Linked DNA regions of Zea mays: region 2 is linked to region 1. A link is a contact called in public Hi-C data. All regions are on one chromosome and are shown on one strand. The core of a region is the stretch at or near the end of the contact, and the rest is flanking DNA. Distances in the headings are between cores, read along the strand shown.

What was found. A called contact is a pair of places that touch in the nucleus more often than the background predicts.
Region 2: a Hi-C map of ear shows a contact between it and region 1, with 1.8 times the contacts expected there. The contact joins the promoter of LOC542118 here to the promoter of LOC103632291 in region 1. A contact is called at or near these places in 2 of 25 Hi-C or Micro-C datasets (ear and endosperm).

Annotation. Positions count from the first base shown.
Region 1 is chr7:43,001,302-43,009,060 of Zm-B73-REFERENCE-NAM-5.0, forward strand. LOC103632291 (phosphomannomutase/phosphoglucomutase) reads right to left here and starts at 1,486. Exons shown (of 17, transcript XM_008654105.4): 1 at 1,200-1,486. The coding sequence starts at 1,206.
Region 2 is chr7:43,400,046-43,407,907 of Zm-B73-REFERENCE-NAM-5.0, forward strand. LOC542118 (CRS2-associated factor 1) reads left to right here and starts at 4,547. Exons shown (of 5, transcript NM_001111750.2): 1 at 4,547-5,211; 2 at 5,366-5,493. The coding sequence starts at 4,593. It also overlaps the pseudogene LOC111589875.

The DNA of each region.
Region 1 (7,759 bases), core at 236-2,735:
ATGTGTTACTAGGTCAGGCTGAATGCGGCCTAGTTCAGAAACTTTTTTTTGTTCTCGTCTAATTTAAGTTGTTGAGTACATAGGAACATGCTAAGAAAGAGTTTGGGAGCCAAACTAAATTTAAGTTTCAGGCTAAATACTACAATTTTTAGAGCGATGTTTAAAACATATGCAAATAAATATTATTGCCTAAAAATGATGAATAAATTCCCCCTAAGGGTTTTTTTCCTGCTAGTCAAATCTATTTTATAAAGCTAACCCCCACTACTAGTTCTATCTTAACATAATCCATCCACATCATCGCTCACTAGTTATCCACATCATCTCTTACTGATAGCTATGTCATCCCACTAACTTTTGACCTCTTAATAGAAGGTATCCATGTCATCTCTACAAACCACAATTACTCCTTTCAATATATAATAAATATAGAAGGGACCCATCTATTGCTATTTGTTTTGTTGTTCCATCCTCTTATATTTCGATCTAATTCTATTATTATTTTTCAGATTCTTTCGTTCGATGCCTTGCTCAATTTTGATAATAATGGATCATGGATGTAAGATGTAAGATGTAGATTTCATTCATATATGCAACAATTCTCTATTTCTGTTTTTAAGAAAGTCCAGCAGCAACACGTGAGGTATCTTCTAATCATACCAAAAGAACATTTTAGTTTCACTTTCGAACACTTACCCTAATTTCCCAAACATCTTAGGTCAGGAACAGGGACGGATGCAGTGGTGGGGCTCGAGCCCCTACCGCTCCCGATCCCATTAGCCTCCCTAAAGTATCCCCTAAAATTAAATCCTATTTTTCTCATTATGTATTTTATGATTTTCATTGTTCATCGATGTTTCGATATAAGACTACTTTAAACTATTATATTTTTCTATTGTGGGCGGTTTAGTAAGATTATGTCGTTGTAACATTTTAGTTCAGCCACTCATAAATTTTTTCCTGCTTCCGTCCCTGGTCAGGAACATCCATATGTATGCCCCCCATTGTTCAGTAGCGGTGGTATCTGAAGCCCATGCTCGTACCCTCCCGAACCTTCCGAGGCTTATAGGAATAGATTAGATCCATGGGTTCCGGTTCGCCTACTATTCGATTCGGCCGGACAAATCGAAAGAGGTCAACAGCGTCGCAGCACGGATTAAATAAGTGGGAGGCGGTGGAGGAAGTGGCGGTGAACTCACCTGCCATGGTTGCGCGCGCGTGTGCTGAGGCCACCTCGTCGTCTTCGAGCTGTGGGGCGGCGAGCACGAGAGAGGGAAGCGGAGCAGCGGGGTAAAGTCGAGTCACGCGACTGCAGACGATCTATTCGAGCAGCGGTGAAGGGATCTGTACTTCCCTCGGAGGAGGTGGAGCCGATGATAGTGACTCCGACGGCAGGATGTTACAGTAAAAAAAAATAGGTGAAATCGCGATTCCTCCGCCAAGCAACTTAGGTTTAGGTCTGGTTAGTTTGTGTCCGATTGCACCCGGAATCATTATGGCTAATAAAAGTTTATATAAATTAGAGAAATAATCCGGTTAGAAATCGTTCCGACCCATCGATCCGGCACAAACGAACAAGTTACAAATAAGTTAAAAATTCATAAAATATTCTAGTTTCACTCAAAAATTACGAATAAGTTACAAAAACTAATAAACATTTCATACGAAAAAAGTCAAGTCCGCATATGAAAGTAAAGTATTGATTACATTGAAGCTTGATGCTTACAATGATTTCACATGTAACTCATACAAATAAGTGAAAGTGAAATGAAAGAAACGTGGACATCTTATAGATCTTATGATCTAAACATTTTTTATGGTTATATATGGATATATGTTGTGCCTCCGTAAAATTTCACATTTTTAGGATATTTATGTATTATTAATTTCTTGTCGAAGAAACCATCAAAATACAATAAAATCCATAAAATATTGTAGCGTCGATCTAAAGATGTGTTTAAACAAAAAATGATATACTACAAAGTTATAGATATCATCTAGATCTACAATTTTCATATAAATTTTATATTCATCCGGTTTCATATGTAAAAGTTATGATTTTATAATTATATTATGCAGAAAAAGAAAAAACGGGTACCCGAATTCCGGGTATCCGTATCCGACCCGAATATCCATGTATTTACCGGGTAGTAATCGCTCTGTATCTGACCCGAATTCGAAGCTACAGTATCCGGGTATTACCTGTATCCGTCTCGAATATAAAAATGTCTGAATCCGTATCGAAAAAACGGGCATTTGCACTAATCCGTATCTGGTACCCGACGAGTATAACCGACCTATTTTCACTCCTGGCTTGTTTGGTTACTAATTTTTATGGCTAAGGGGTGTTTGGTTTATATGGATTAATTTTTAGTCTCTCTATTTTATTTTATTTTATTTTATTTTAGTCCCTAAACTGTTAAATATAGAAACTAAAAACTATATTATAATTTCTGTATTTTTTATTTTAGTGACTAAAATAGAATAAAATGAAAGAGATTAAAAATTAGTCATTAGAAACCAAACACCCTCTAAGGCTCTGTTTGGTTATATGGACTAAACTTTAGTCCATGTGTTTCAACTCCGTTTAGTTCTTTTCTGCTAGACGGAAGAATTAAAGTAAGGACTACTAGTTCGTTGCCCTTGCGTTGCGACGGCTCACAACAATACCCACGTAAACCATCCACCAAAAAGATCTCAAGTTTTTTTTATTGATTGTCTCCGCTCTCCGCATAATATCTTTTATCTTACTAAATGATGTTGTTTACTCCATCCAATATGTCTTATTACAATACGACCAATGAAGGGAGCGATTAGAAGAAAGTTCACAACGACTAACTGAAAAAACCAAAATTATAAAATGACATAATTCCACCATATAGAGACCAAATAAGAGGAATTTTGTGAGCTCAAGTTTCTAAAATAAGTCACATGAACTCAAACTTATAAAAAAGATAGATCAAAATATGGGGTGGTTGCTAAAGTCAGCATCAATAAAAACTGGATGTGCACCATACAAATTATTTGACTTCGTAGCAATTACTAACGTTTAAAACCAACAAATAATCTTTCCTTTTACTATTAGTGTGACAAATCATTGCTACTCCATCCAATTCAGCAACCTCAAACACCATGGAGTCTATTGCGCCAATATGGTCTCAAAACGACCTAATGCATGCAAGAGCCAAGAACACAAGGGACGAGCATCCTATGGTAGTGCCCGCATGGATCTATAAATCCTAACACATATTTTTGCAAGATCCATGAGCCATCATCAGAAGAACACAAATCATGTGCAGACAATAAATAAAGTATTAACACACCCAAATTATGTTCAATCCTTAGCACAACAAAAAAACTAACACCGAAAACAATAGAGGAACAACACAATAATTTTTGCAACGACAGAAGGATGAGTGACAGGTACATAGAAACGGTAGAAGCATACCGAGTCGATACCGTGGTAACGAAAATGCCATGTAGACAGGCGATGCCGAGCCATCGAACGGGTACCATAGGCAGCAAATCAGTGACCCCCATCCCTCATCTCCCCACTTACAAGGTTTCGTAGAGCAGGAAGGCAAGGGAAGAGGCGGGCATGCCTGTTCGTTGCCGGAGAAGGACACGACGAAGACCTGGACATTTAGAGGCGACATAGGTAGTATACCGCTAGATACATTTAGGGAGAGAGCACACAAGTGGAGAAAGAAGCCCAGCTGGAGCAGCTCCAAACTGGGAGACACCCGAACCAGGCGTCGGTCCGAGAAGGCCAAGAGAATGTGAATGCCTTTCCAGCCCTGGACCCGCCGAGGCGACACACACCACCACCAACTCCATAGCATATGCCGACTACTGTCATGCCACGTGCCTTGGTTGTCCAATATCTCAGACCTGGACTCCCCATCGATAATATAACCTAAGCATCGCAGGCGTCACCGTGTCCTCCTCGGAGGTACGCATAAAGAAAGGCCAGGAGCAAGACCGACTCACCCTGTACCCGCGTCGAAGAGCATCGGTCGGCTCACGGCTGCGACCGTGTGTGGGGGCAGTAGGTTGGAGAGGAAGAACAGGGTGAAGGTCGGGAAGACGAACGGGACGTCCGACGACGGCGAAAACGATGGTGCGCGTATACTGTGAAACATCCTCGTGGACGTGCAATAGCCACTGCGCGGGTTAGTTTCGGGCTAGTGTTGGACGAATACGGGGAGGATGTTCCTGCTTCTACGCCCTCTGCCGAGAATGGGGTGGCACAGAGGCGGAGGCATGCAGGATGGTGAACGAGGTAGCGGCAACTGAGGCGAGGACCATCATTATCGTGCGGAGGTATAGATGGCCAAATGGGCTGTGTCTGATGGGCCAACCCAAGGCAGGACCCATTTAATAGTGCCTGGGCCAGGCCAGCACGAGCGTCGTGTCGTGCTTGGGCTGTAGTCTCGGCTCGTAGTACTGGACCGGCCCTACACGATTATATTTTTTATTTTACAAAAAAACATATATACATGTGTACAATTTATATTCAATTAAAAGCATCTGTGTATGATATTGAAAGTCGCCTAGAGGGGGGGTGAATAGGCAAATCTGAAATTTATAAAGTTTAAGCACAACTACAAGCCGGGGTTAGCGTTAGAAATATAATCGAGTCCGAAAGAGAGGACGAAAACAAATCACAAACGAATAAGAGCGGATGACACGGTGGTTTGTTTTACCGAGGTTCGGTTTTTGCAAACATACTCCCCGTTGAGGTGGTCACAAAGACAGGTTCTCTTTCAACCCTTTCCCTCTCTCAAACGGTCACTTAGACCGAGTGAGCTTTTCTCTTCAATCAAACGGGACACTTAGTCCACTACAAGGACCACCACAACTTGGTGTCTCTTGCTTTGATTACAATGATCTTGGAAACAAGAAATGGGAAGAAGAAAAGCGATCCAAGCGCAAGAGCTCAAAAGAACACGGCAAAACTCTCTCTTCTAGTCACTATTGCTTTGAGTGGAATTGGGACTTGGAGAGATTTTGATTCACACTATTTGTCTTGTATTGAATGCACTAGCTCTTGTATTGAATGTGTTGGCTAAAAAACTTTGATGCCTTGAAGTGTTGGTGGTTGGGGGTATTTATAGCCCCAACCACCAAAGTGGCCATTGGGGAAGGCTGCTGTCGAAGGGCGCACCTGTCACACCCGGGTTTCGGGGCACCAAGACCCGGGCGTGAACATAATCACCAGGTGTGCTGGGACCAAGTCTCACACATATGATGAATCATGGCACAGGATCGAATGTCACATCTTTACTACATAACAGAAATTCTTGTACAAAATAAATAAATAATTACATTATAAGGAGACAACGGTCCGGCAACCCAAAGTTGACTGGGAGACGACGACCTAGACCACTCACGATCTCATCACAGCATCCTCCATGCGCCTCATCCTGTGGTACCTATTCTTGACCTGTGGGGGGTGTGAAACAACAAGAGTGAGCTCACATACGTTCATAGCTCAACAAGTTGTGGGGAATAATGTACATGAACTCGCCAAAGGTGGGAGCTCATGTGAAGTGTAAGGCTTACCAAAGAGGATGGTTGAAGCTGAGCATTGCTTTTAAAGTTGGTCAAAATATTATTAGCAATTACTAAGTATAAGTAAATACCAACTCAATTAACTAGTAGAACAAAAGTAACAACAACACATGCGATGCAATGCATATGACAAATTGAATTTAGTTCCATAAATTAATCATGTGAGCTGCTCATGACCGTGAGCACGGCTAGTATACCAGTTTTACACTCTGCAGAGGTTGCGCATCTTTACCCACAAGTCATGTTACCCATTTGCTACGGGGTTGTACGGGCCCCATACACCTCTACCAAGGAAGCGAGGCAGGGTAACACCACAAGGCCTTTACAAAGTTTCACTAGCTTCAGAAAACCCGCTACAGTTTATAGGAAGCTCCAATGCAGGGATCCCTCGCCTGACCGCCATCGCAGCAAAATCAACCAAGGACCTCCCCACACTGACCACTCCCCTACTGCCCTTGCCCATTTCAGGTAAGGTAGTCTTCCACTAGCTTTCCTAATTAATCAGCCAAGGGTGTCCCATTAAACCCTTGTGGTAGCACTGTTTTCCCGGGTGGTCGCTCCATGTTCCAATTAACATAATGATCTCATCATGAACAGTAAATAACAACTGATAACAAAAGTATAATCATGAATAATGTTTATCTCAATGCCCAAAACCACATATAGCACTAGCAAGTACTACCCAAAAAGTTCAGTGGTAAGCAAGGCATAAAGATAGACAAACTAGGGTAACCTATTAGGTCCCATCAAAATTAACCTATGCAGATCATTATGATTAATTAGAACATGAGTGGGTAAAAGAAGTGATCAAGGGCACAACTTGCCTAGGACTTGAGATTCCAGGTACCAGGATGATCTTCAGGTGACTCGTAACCTCACGCTAGTCGTAGCAATACAAACAAGCAGTGTATAGGCAAAATTAACATTACACCAAACATATATGCAAAATATATATTAATAATCTACATATTGAAATAAGATCACAGGAATAGGAATTATTAATTTTGGAGTTATAGATAAGTTATGAATTTCTGAAGGTTTTTTTTGTGTTTTGTACAAGATTAAATAGGATATAAATTTTATTTTGATCTTCATGTCAAAACAGTGGTATTAAATGATAAACAATAATATTACAAAATTATAGAAACTGGAACGGGTCAATTCGGAGTTAGAATGAATTAAATATGAATTAAACAAGTTTATGAATTTATTTTTATACTAAAAACTTATTTTCTTTATTAATTCTGAATTTCTTAAGGGTTCGGGACTGGGCACAATATTACAGAGAAGGTCGGGGTTTAACTCGCAAAATATCCCAGACTCAGCCTTACCCGAGCTGGACTATAGGTTGTTTTAACACAAGTGCAGGGGCTCTTTAGAATAAATGCCGAGGCTAAGGGGTACGAGTGAATGGTGGCCGTGCGATCAGAGATGGACGCCCTGGATTAGATCAAATTACCCTGAACCGGTACGAACTACGAGTCCTTGGATTTTAATCCTACGTCCCACGATCTAAATAGCTCCCTTACCCATTCTGTCCGCTCGATCAAACTTCAATGCCCAGGATTCCCCCACGAACCGGTACCCAGTCCCGATCACAGGATCACGATCCTACGGCCAGCGCTCCTCTCCCACATCACCCTCAACTCTCTCTTCCCTAACCCTGCACACGGCGGCGTCAGAACAAGCCATGGCGGAGGTCATTACCGGCTGCTCCAACACGGCCCCAAGGCTTCAAACTCAAATTCAAAAGGCGCATTACGATCCAGGGATGAAGTTCAATCAATAGGGAGGAGACTCTTACTGAGGCTGCGGTGTACAGGCACCCGTCCATGACGAAGAGCAGCTCCATGGCGGAACATCGCTCCAATAAGCAATTCCATGCGGCTGGGCAACATGGAAAGTATTCTGGCGAGGAGTCCGACACGTTCTGCGTGGTACTGCGCCTGATGTCGTCACCAACATCCACCAGCCCACCCCAGCGAACCACGCTGCCGCCCATCGAGTCCCGACGAACGACGGAAGCACGGGCTAGCCATGGCGGGTGTTTGGCCAGTCCCCGATAGGATGGCGAGATGGTCGCGGGCTCACGTTCTTATAGCGCCATGGCAGAGTCCGATCAGGTGAAGCAAAGCCACGGCAACCCTGGCAAAGATCTAGCGCGGTTTGTTGATATTTTAGTCCG
Region 2 (7,862 bases), core at 3,297-5,796, 400 kb after region 1:
GAGTTTTGGAATCTTTGATCAATTTCTCTTAGAATATCTCTCTTTATGTCTCAACAAGTGTGTTTGACTTAGAGATAGGAAATTGAGTTTGATTTGCAAAAACAAACTAAGTGGTGGCAAAGAATGATCCAAATATGCCAAATTTGAATAAAAAACAATTCTTGTTCTTATTTGCATTAATGTTGCACTTCTATGAGTTGCTTTGTGTTGTGTTGGCATAAATCACCAAAAAGGGGGAGATTGAAAGGGAAATGTGCCCTTGGGCCATTTCTAAGTATTTTGGTGATTAAGTGCCCAACACAAATGATTTAAGTACTAATAAGTGCCAAATGGTGGATGAGGTGTAAATCAACACAAAGGTATGATTCTAGACTTAGTACATTGGTTTTTGTGTACTAACATATTTGTCTAAGTGCTAGAATCAGAGAAAACACAAAAGGAAAAAGACTTGGCTGGAGCTGCCAAGACTCTGCGCAGTCTGGGTGCACCGGACTGTCCGGTGGTGCACCAGTCAGTGTCTGGTGCGCCAGGCTGACGTCTGGTCAACTGGCCGCTCTCGGGAATTCGCTGGCGGCGTACGGCTAAAATTCACCGGACTGTCCGGTGGTGCACCGGACTGTCCGGTGAGCCAACGGTCAGCCGAGCCAACGGTCGGCCGCGCAATCCGCGCGTGACGCGTGGCAGAGCCAACGGTCTGATGGGGGCACCGGACTGTCCGGTGTGCACCGGACAGTGTCCAGTGCGCCAACAGCTTCAAATCTTCAACGGTCGGCTGCGCCAATTTAGGAAAGCAATCTGCACCGGACACTGAACAGTGTCTGTCCGGTGCGCCACCCGACAGAAGGCAAGAATTGCCTTCCTGGATTGCTCTCAACGACTCCTAGCTGCCTTTGGGCTATAAAAGGGACCCCTAGGCGCATGGAGGAGTACACCAAGCATACTCTGAACATTCTAAGACTCCCGCACTCCATCTTCGCACACTCGATTGACATTCTTAGTGATTTGAGCTCTGTTCTAGTGGTGAACTTGTCGTGTTTCATTTGAGCTCAAGTCTTGGCTTGTGTGTGTGCGTATTGCTGGGATTTGTGTGTGTTGCTTTTCCCTCCCTTACATCCGTGTTTCTTTGTGATCATCATTTGTAAGGGCGAGAGGCTCCAAGTTGTGGAGATTCCTCGCAAACGGGATATAGTGAAAGAAAGAAAAACACCGTGGTATTCAAGTGGATCCTTGGATCACTTGAAAGGGGTTGAGTGCAACCCTCGTCCATTGGGACGCCACAACATGGATTATGCAAGTGTTGTACTTGGTCGAACCACGGGATAAACCATCGTGTCTCTTGTGCTTGTTCTCATTGTGACTATTGTGTTTCACAAGAGCTCGGTCCTTAGCCACTTAATTTCGTTGTGCTAACTCTTAATCAAATTGTGTGGCTTTAAGTTTTTACAGGATCACCTATTCACCCCCTCTAGGTGCTCTCAATTTCGCGTGATGTAATCTTTGATGAGGGCGTCTTTCCTTTTTCTAGATCACCACCACATTCTCGTTCATCCATGCCAGCATCCACTCCTGTTTTTCATTTCAGCGCACCTCAATTGGGCACCAATAGTACTAATACGAATTATGACCAAATGCAAATATCTTTGCCTGCTAACCCTTTAACTACAGAAGTTTCGGTACCTACCATATCCACTTCGGGAATTGCAACATCAACTGACCACCTGGAGTTGATGCCATTGGGATCGCCATGCCCCCTTGATCCATCTGCTCCATCGGCTCCAGATTTGCTCCATCCTTTAGCGCCCGATACCTCTACACATGTTCATCCTGGTGCTGCTGCGTCTGTCGGTTTGTTGGCTCCTGATGATGGGGTGCCTCCTGGTGCTTCAGCATTACAGCCACATCCCTATGGTACACGACTTCAAAACAATATTCGGCAACCGAAGCGACGTACAGATGGGACAGTCACATACTCGGTGGTACATACCTCCTCTTCCGAGCCAACATCTCATACTGGTGCCATGCATCACCCATTTTGGCGACAAGCAATGGTTGATGAATTTCAAGCTTTAATACACAACAAAACGTGGTATCTCATTCCTCCACGTGAAGATCTCAATGTCATTGATTGCAAATGGGTTTTTAAACTCAAGCGCAAAGCAGATGGGACCATTGATCGCCACAAGGCTCTTTTGGTTGCTAAAGGATTTAATCAACAATATGGTATTGATTATGATGAGACATTTAGTCCAGTTGTCAAGCCAACCATATTCGTCTATTGTTGTCTCTTGAAGTGACCTATGGATGGGTTATTCATCAGATTGATATTCAAAATGCTTTCTTGCATGGTTATCTTCATGAAGATGTTTATATGCATCAACCTCCAGGTTTTGTGGACTCAAAATATCCCAATTACTTGTGTAAATTGGATAAGTCGCTATATGGTCTCAAACAAGCTCCTCGAGCATGGTTTTCTCGATCAAGTGACAAGTTGATAAACCTTGGTTTTCCCCATCAAAGGTCGATGTCTCCTTATTTATTCTCAAGAAGCAAGACATTCGTATATATATATGCTTATCTATGTGGATGATATTATCATTGTTAGCTCCTCAGATGCTGCTGTTACTCGCCTTCTTCATCAGCTCCGAGATGGCTTTGCTGTCAAAGATCTTGGTTCCCTACACTACTTCCTTGGTATTGAGGTACGACACACTCTACAGGGAGTCTTCTTGATACAACGCAAGTATATACAGGATCTGTTAACTAGGACGAACATGCTGAATTCAAAAGGAGTTCCTACTCCCATGCTTCCGAAGGACAAGCTGTCATTACATGGGGGCACCCCATTATCATCAGAAGATGCCACCCGATACCGCAGTGTGGTTGGCTCCTTGCAGTACCTTGCGTTAACACGACCAGACATTTATTTCTGTGTTAATCGTGTGTGTCAATTTCTCTCTGCTCCAACAACTGAGCACTGTTCTGCGGTCAAGAGTATACTTAGATATCTTCATGACACTATTGATCAGGGGCTTTACTTCACTAAGTCTGGCTCCTCGCTACTCAGCGCTTTCTCAGATGCTGACTAGGCGGGCGATTCCGATGATCGGCGAAGCACCGGGGGTTTTGCAATCTTTTTTGGCGGCAATTTGATTTCGTGGAGCTCAAGAAAACAACAAACTGTTTCTCGCTCAAGCACGGAAGCAGAGTATAAGGCGATTGCTGATGCCACAGCTGAACTCATTTGGCTTCTAGTGCTTCTTCGCGAAATTGGTATCACCCTATCACGACCTCCTACACTCTGGTGTGACAATATTGGGGCTACTTATTTGTCCGCCAATCCAATTTTTCATCGACGATCCAAGCATGTTGAAGTGGATTATCATTTTGTTCGTGAGCGTGTGTCTACGCGCCAACTTGACGTTTGGGTCATCTCCACGAAGGATCAAATTGCCAACATCATGACCAAGCCACTTCCGATGACATCTTTCAACTTTTTTCGACGCAATCTGATTGTCACTCTATATCCAGATTGAGGGGGGTGTTAGATGTATAGCATGTATCTCGTATATATGGTTAGGATAGAATCCTTTCCATCCTAGGAGCTACGTCTCCTTTAATCTCTCCTCAATTATATCCTGATGTTACCATCCTTGTACACGGTGATCATCTATATAAGAAGGGCCATCACATCCCATTATGGTGCGCTGCCTATCACAATCAACAACCACGAATCCTAACATGACAGGAAGCCACATGCAACTCATCACTTTCTCAGCCTTTTAGTTAAGATAAAGTGTACTATTTGTTTTTATCAGTTTAATAACTAATATGTGAATCATATATTCGCTTTTGATATTAAGAGCAACTCCAAAAAACGTGTAAACTAACCCCAAAACAGATATTAGTCAAGAATAGTGGTTTTTCTTACTCCAACAGCTCCCTCATTTTCCCTAAAAAATTAGCGTCCCGCATCCACAGCCTCATCTCCCTCATATTTTGGTGTGTTCCATCCCTCCCAATCTATTCCTCAACGTATCAGATCATCCACAGCCTCCCGACGACTGTACAGATTGCGCCACATGTCACATTTAAAGGAATTGTTGGAGTACCCATCATAATTCACTCTTAAAACTTTTTAGCCTACTCTTAATAATCAGTTTTTGGGGTAAAATTTGTAACATCCTTTTGGAGCTGCTCTAAATTTATCCTATATGGGTTAGTCCCTACTATATTACACGTTTTCCACTCACGTCGTGTCTACCATTTTAGGGCTAGTTTGGGAACCCCAATTTCCTATGGGATTTCTATTTTCTCAGGGCTAGTTTGGGAGCTCAATTTTCCCAAGGGATTCTTATTTTCCCTTGGGAAAATGAACTAAATTTCCTTAGGAAAATGAAAATTCCTTGGAATAATATGGTTCCAAACTAACCTTTAAGAGAAATTAGTTCATTTTTTCATAGAAAAATAGAAATCTCTTGTGAGATTGAGGTTCCCAACTAGCACTTAAATTGAAAAAAATATAACCCGCCTTATCCTTACGGCGAAACTGAAGCAGATAAGCCGTACGCCGTCCCCTTGCACAGCAAACATCCATGGCGACTGCCCGCTTGCCCTCTCGCTCCTTCCTGTCCCCGGCTCAGCAATCCTATCCACGGCTTCCCGCCTCCGTCCGCCTCTGCCTCTCTCATCACGAGCAACCTCCCACCGGCCCCAAGCGGCACCGACGCGCCGCCACTTCGCATCCTGCCTTTTCTGCAGCCGCGCGGGGTCGTGCCAAGAAGATTCCCATCGCGGACACCGATGAGCCCGCCGCCGGAGTCCGCGTCACCGATCGCGGCATCTCTTACCGCCTCGATGGCGCGCCATTTGAGTTTCAGTATAGCTACACTGAGGCCCCACGCGCACGCCCCGTAGCGCTCCGTGAGGCCCCGTTCATGCCGTTCGGGCCCGAGGCCACGCCACGCCCCTGGACGGGAAGGAAGCCGCTGCCAAAGAGCCGCAAGGAGCTTCCGGAGTTTGACTCGTTCGTGCTGCCAGCACCGGGGAAGAAGGGGGTGAAGCCCGTGCAGTCACCGGGTCCGTTCCTCGCCGGTATGGAGCCGAGATACCAATCGGTGTCCAGGGAGGACATACTCGGGGAGCCCCTAACCAAGGAAGAGGTCTCCGAACTCGTGAAAGGGAGCCTCAAATCCAAACGGCAACTCAATATGGGTGGGTTCCCTCTCTTGCTGCGGATTCAACTGTGTTGCCGGATTAGGATGTGGATTGTTGGTACATGTTGGCCTGCTGCGGGTTATGAATCTTTAATTGGTCGCACTTGGAGTTCTGCCTGCTGTCATTTATAGGCTTCTTTTGACTTCTGCAGGCAGGGATGGTTTGACACACAATATGTTGGAGAACATTCATTCACATTGGAAGAGGAAAAGAGTTTGCAAGATAAAGTGCAAAGGTGTCTGTACAATAGATATGGATAATATCTGCCATCAGCTAGAGGTAGTTAGCTCCTTTCTCCTCCCTTTTGGTTCAGTTGTTTGTGTTAGTCCAGCTGTAGGAATAATAATATCAATACACAAATCAAATGTAATCCCATCAGATGGTTACATAGGAAGCTCATCTCGCTGTTTACTTGGTCTTGGTCAACAGTTGTGATCCTAGTTAGCTAGATGTTATATGCTAGGCCTTTTGGTTGCAAGATGCCAATGTGAATTGGTCCCTTGGACAGGTGTTAGCTGTTAGATGCCTATGCATGTGTCCTTGTTGTATTCGGTCTCATGTATAAGGTTCTTAGAGCATCTCCAACAACTCTCAAAAATATTTCTCCCAATACATAAGAATTGAGGCCTCCCTAAAACTTCAAATCTGAAATAAAATGCTACTACTACAACAACTCTCAATATTTCTCTAAAACCCTAATGAGTTAGTTTTTTCCACAATTCCAACGCGAGCGTCGACGTCCTGTCGCGTCACATTGTGTTAGGCGCCTGCGTGCATGCAGCTCTCTCCCTGCTCTGCCTCGGCTCGCGTCAGACCACCCCTGTAGCCGCATGCATGCAGCTGCTCTGCCTTCGCACGCGTCGCGTGCGTTGTATTGGGAGTTCAGCTCGAGGCGAAGATTTGCACTGCGAGAGGGAGCGTATTCGCACGCGGAAAAATAAGGACGCTAGATAAGTCACTGTTGGACCTGGTTTTTTTCTCTTTTTCCCTAAAATAAGGAAGGGATCAGATTTTTAAGGAGCTATTGGAGATGCTCTTATTGCACACGGTCTTTATCATATACCGGTGTATATATTCAGGCCTAGTGCCCTTATATTGAATATAGTTCAATCCATACCATGGTATCAGTGCCAATTTTTAGGGTTAGGATTCCTCTTTCCTTCTATATGTTTTTTCTTTCCCATGTGTTGCATTTGCACATGTTATGATTTGCTTTTCTTTCTTGAGCTGGATCTCCACCTTTTATTGAAACTTTGGTCAAAAACCACACAAGAGGTCCTCGGAAGCCGTGCAAGGGAGATGACGCTAGTCGAATCGGTCGCCAATTGGGAGCCATCCACCTGTCCGCGTGCCTCTACATCGACGATAGCCCAGAGGACTCTCTCACAAGTATGCCTAATGCTTTGCTTTCGCTTGAGGCTGAGTTTCGCTCGCATCTGCTGCCCATGTGCTGTTGTGTTCCGCTCGCGGCTGCAACCTCCTATATCCGGTTTTGCTTGGATCCAGGTTTATAGATTCGGTTCTAACTGTTTTTGTTAGGTTTCGGAAAAACATTGCAGCTTATGCTGCGTTTCTTTTGTGCTCTTGCCGTCGCCCATCGTTGCTCTACTCTGTACCCTCGCCGTCGACTGCTGCTATGGTTTCGTCTTTGACCTCTTCGTCTGGGGGTGTTCTAGTTCTACGATGTCCGGTGCTTTTTAATGACATCGATTACTGTGACTGTGTTCCACTCATGCGTCTGCACATGTGTGTTTTGCGTCTTTGGGAGTTCCTCACTGGTGATCTGTCGTATCCTGCTCGTCCTACTATTACATTGCCTGTGATTCTAGAGAAGGCTACTGATGAGGAGTTGCTTGTAGAATGGTGACCAGATACCGTCTTATGACTCTCTGTTTAGTGCTTATAGGACTTGGTTGGATGATGATGCTCATGCTGGTGCTATTCTTGCCTCTAGTATGGAGGACCGTCTTGTTGCTGATATTGCTGAGTTTGAGTTTGCACACCAGATGCAGCCTTTTCTGCATGACTGATATAAGCCTACTGGCCAATCTACCTATCTTGCTGTTATTCGTTAGGAGCAATTCTTATGACAGGGAGATTCTACAGTTGATGAGTTCCTCGCTCAGATATCTGCTATTTGGCCTCAACTTGATACTATTGGTCCCTAGCTGTTAGTAGATACTTGTGTCTTGCCAGGGTCAGAATGCTGCACTTGAGCTTCCTCCTACCTATGACTTCTTGACCTAGCTTCATGACGAGTTTGAGTCCCTTCGTGCTTAGCTGCTTGCTTGTCATCCCTGCGTCTCTTTGATGGATGTTCTTGCTAGTGTCCGTAATGAGGAGACTCGTCTACGTGCTGCTGGCCTGTTGTAGTCTTCGATCTTGGTTGTTCATTCTTCGTCTTTATCGTTGTCTTCAGTTGCACCTTCTTTTGCATATGGGAGGGGGCGTGGTGGTCTTCATTGTGCTTACTGTGATCGTGACGAGCATATGGAAGCCTACTTTTCATGAAGAAGGCTCAGGCTCGTTATTTTTCACAGGGTACTAGTGGTGCTAGTATTGGAGGATCTCATGAGAGTTTGGCTACGACTACGAGGGCCCAATTGCTTATGCTGCTTCATCACCCTTGCAATTACACCTACAAAAGC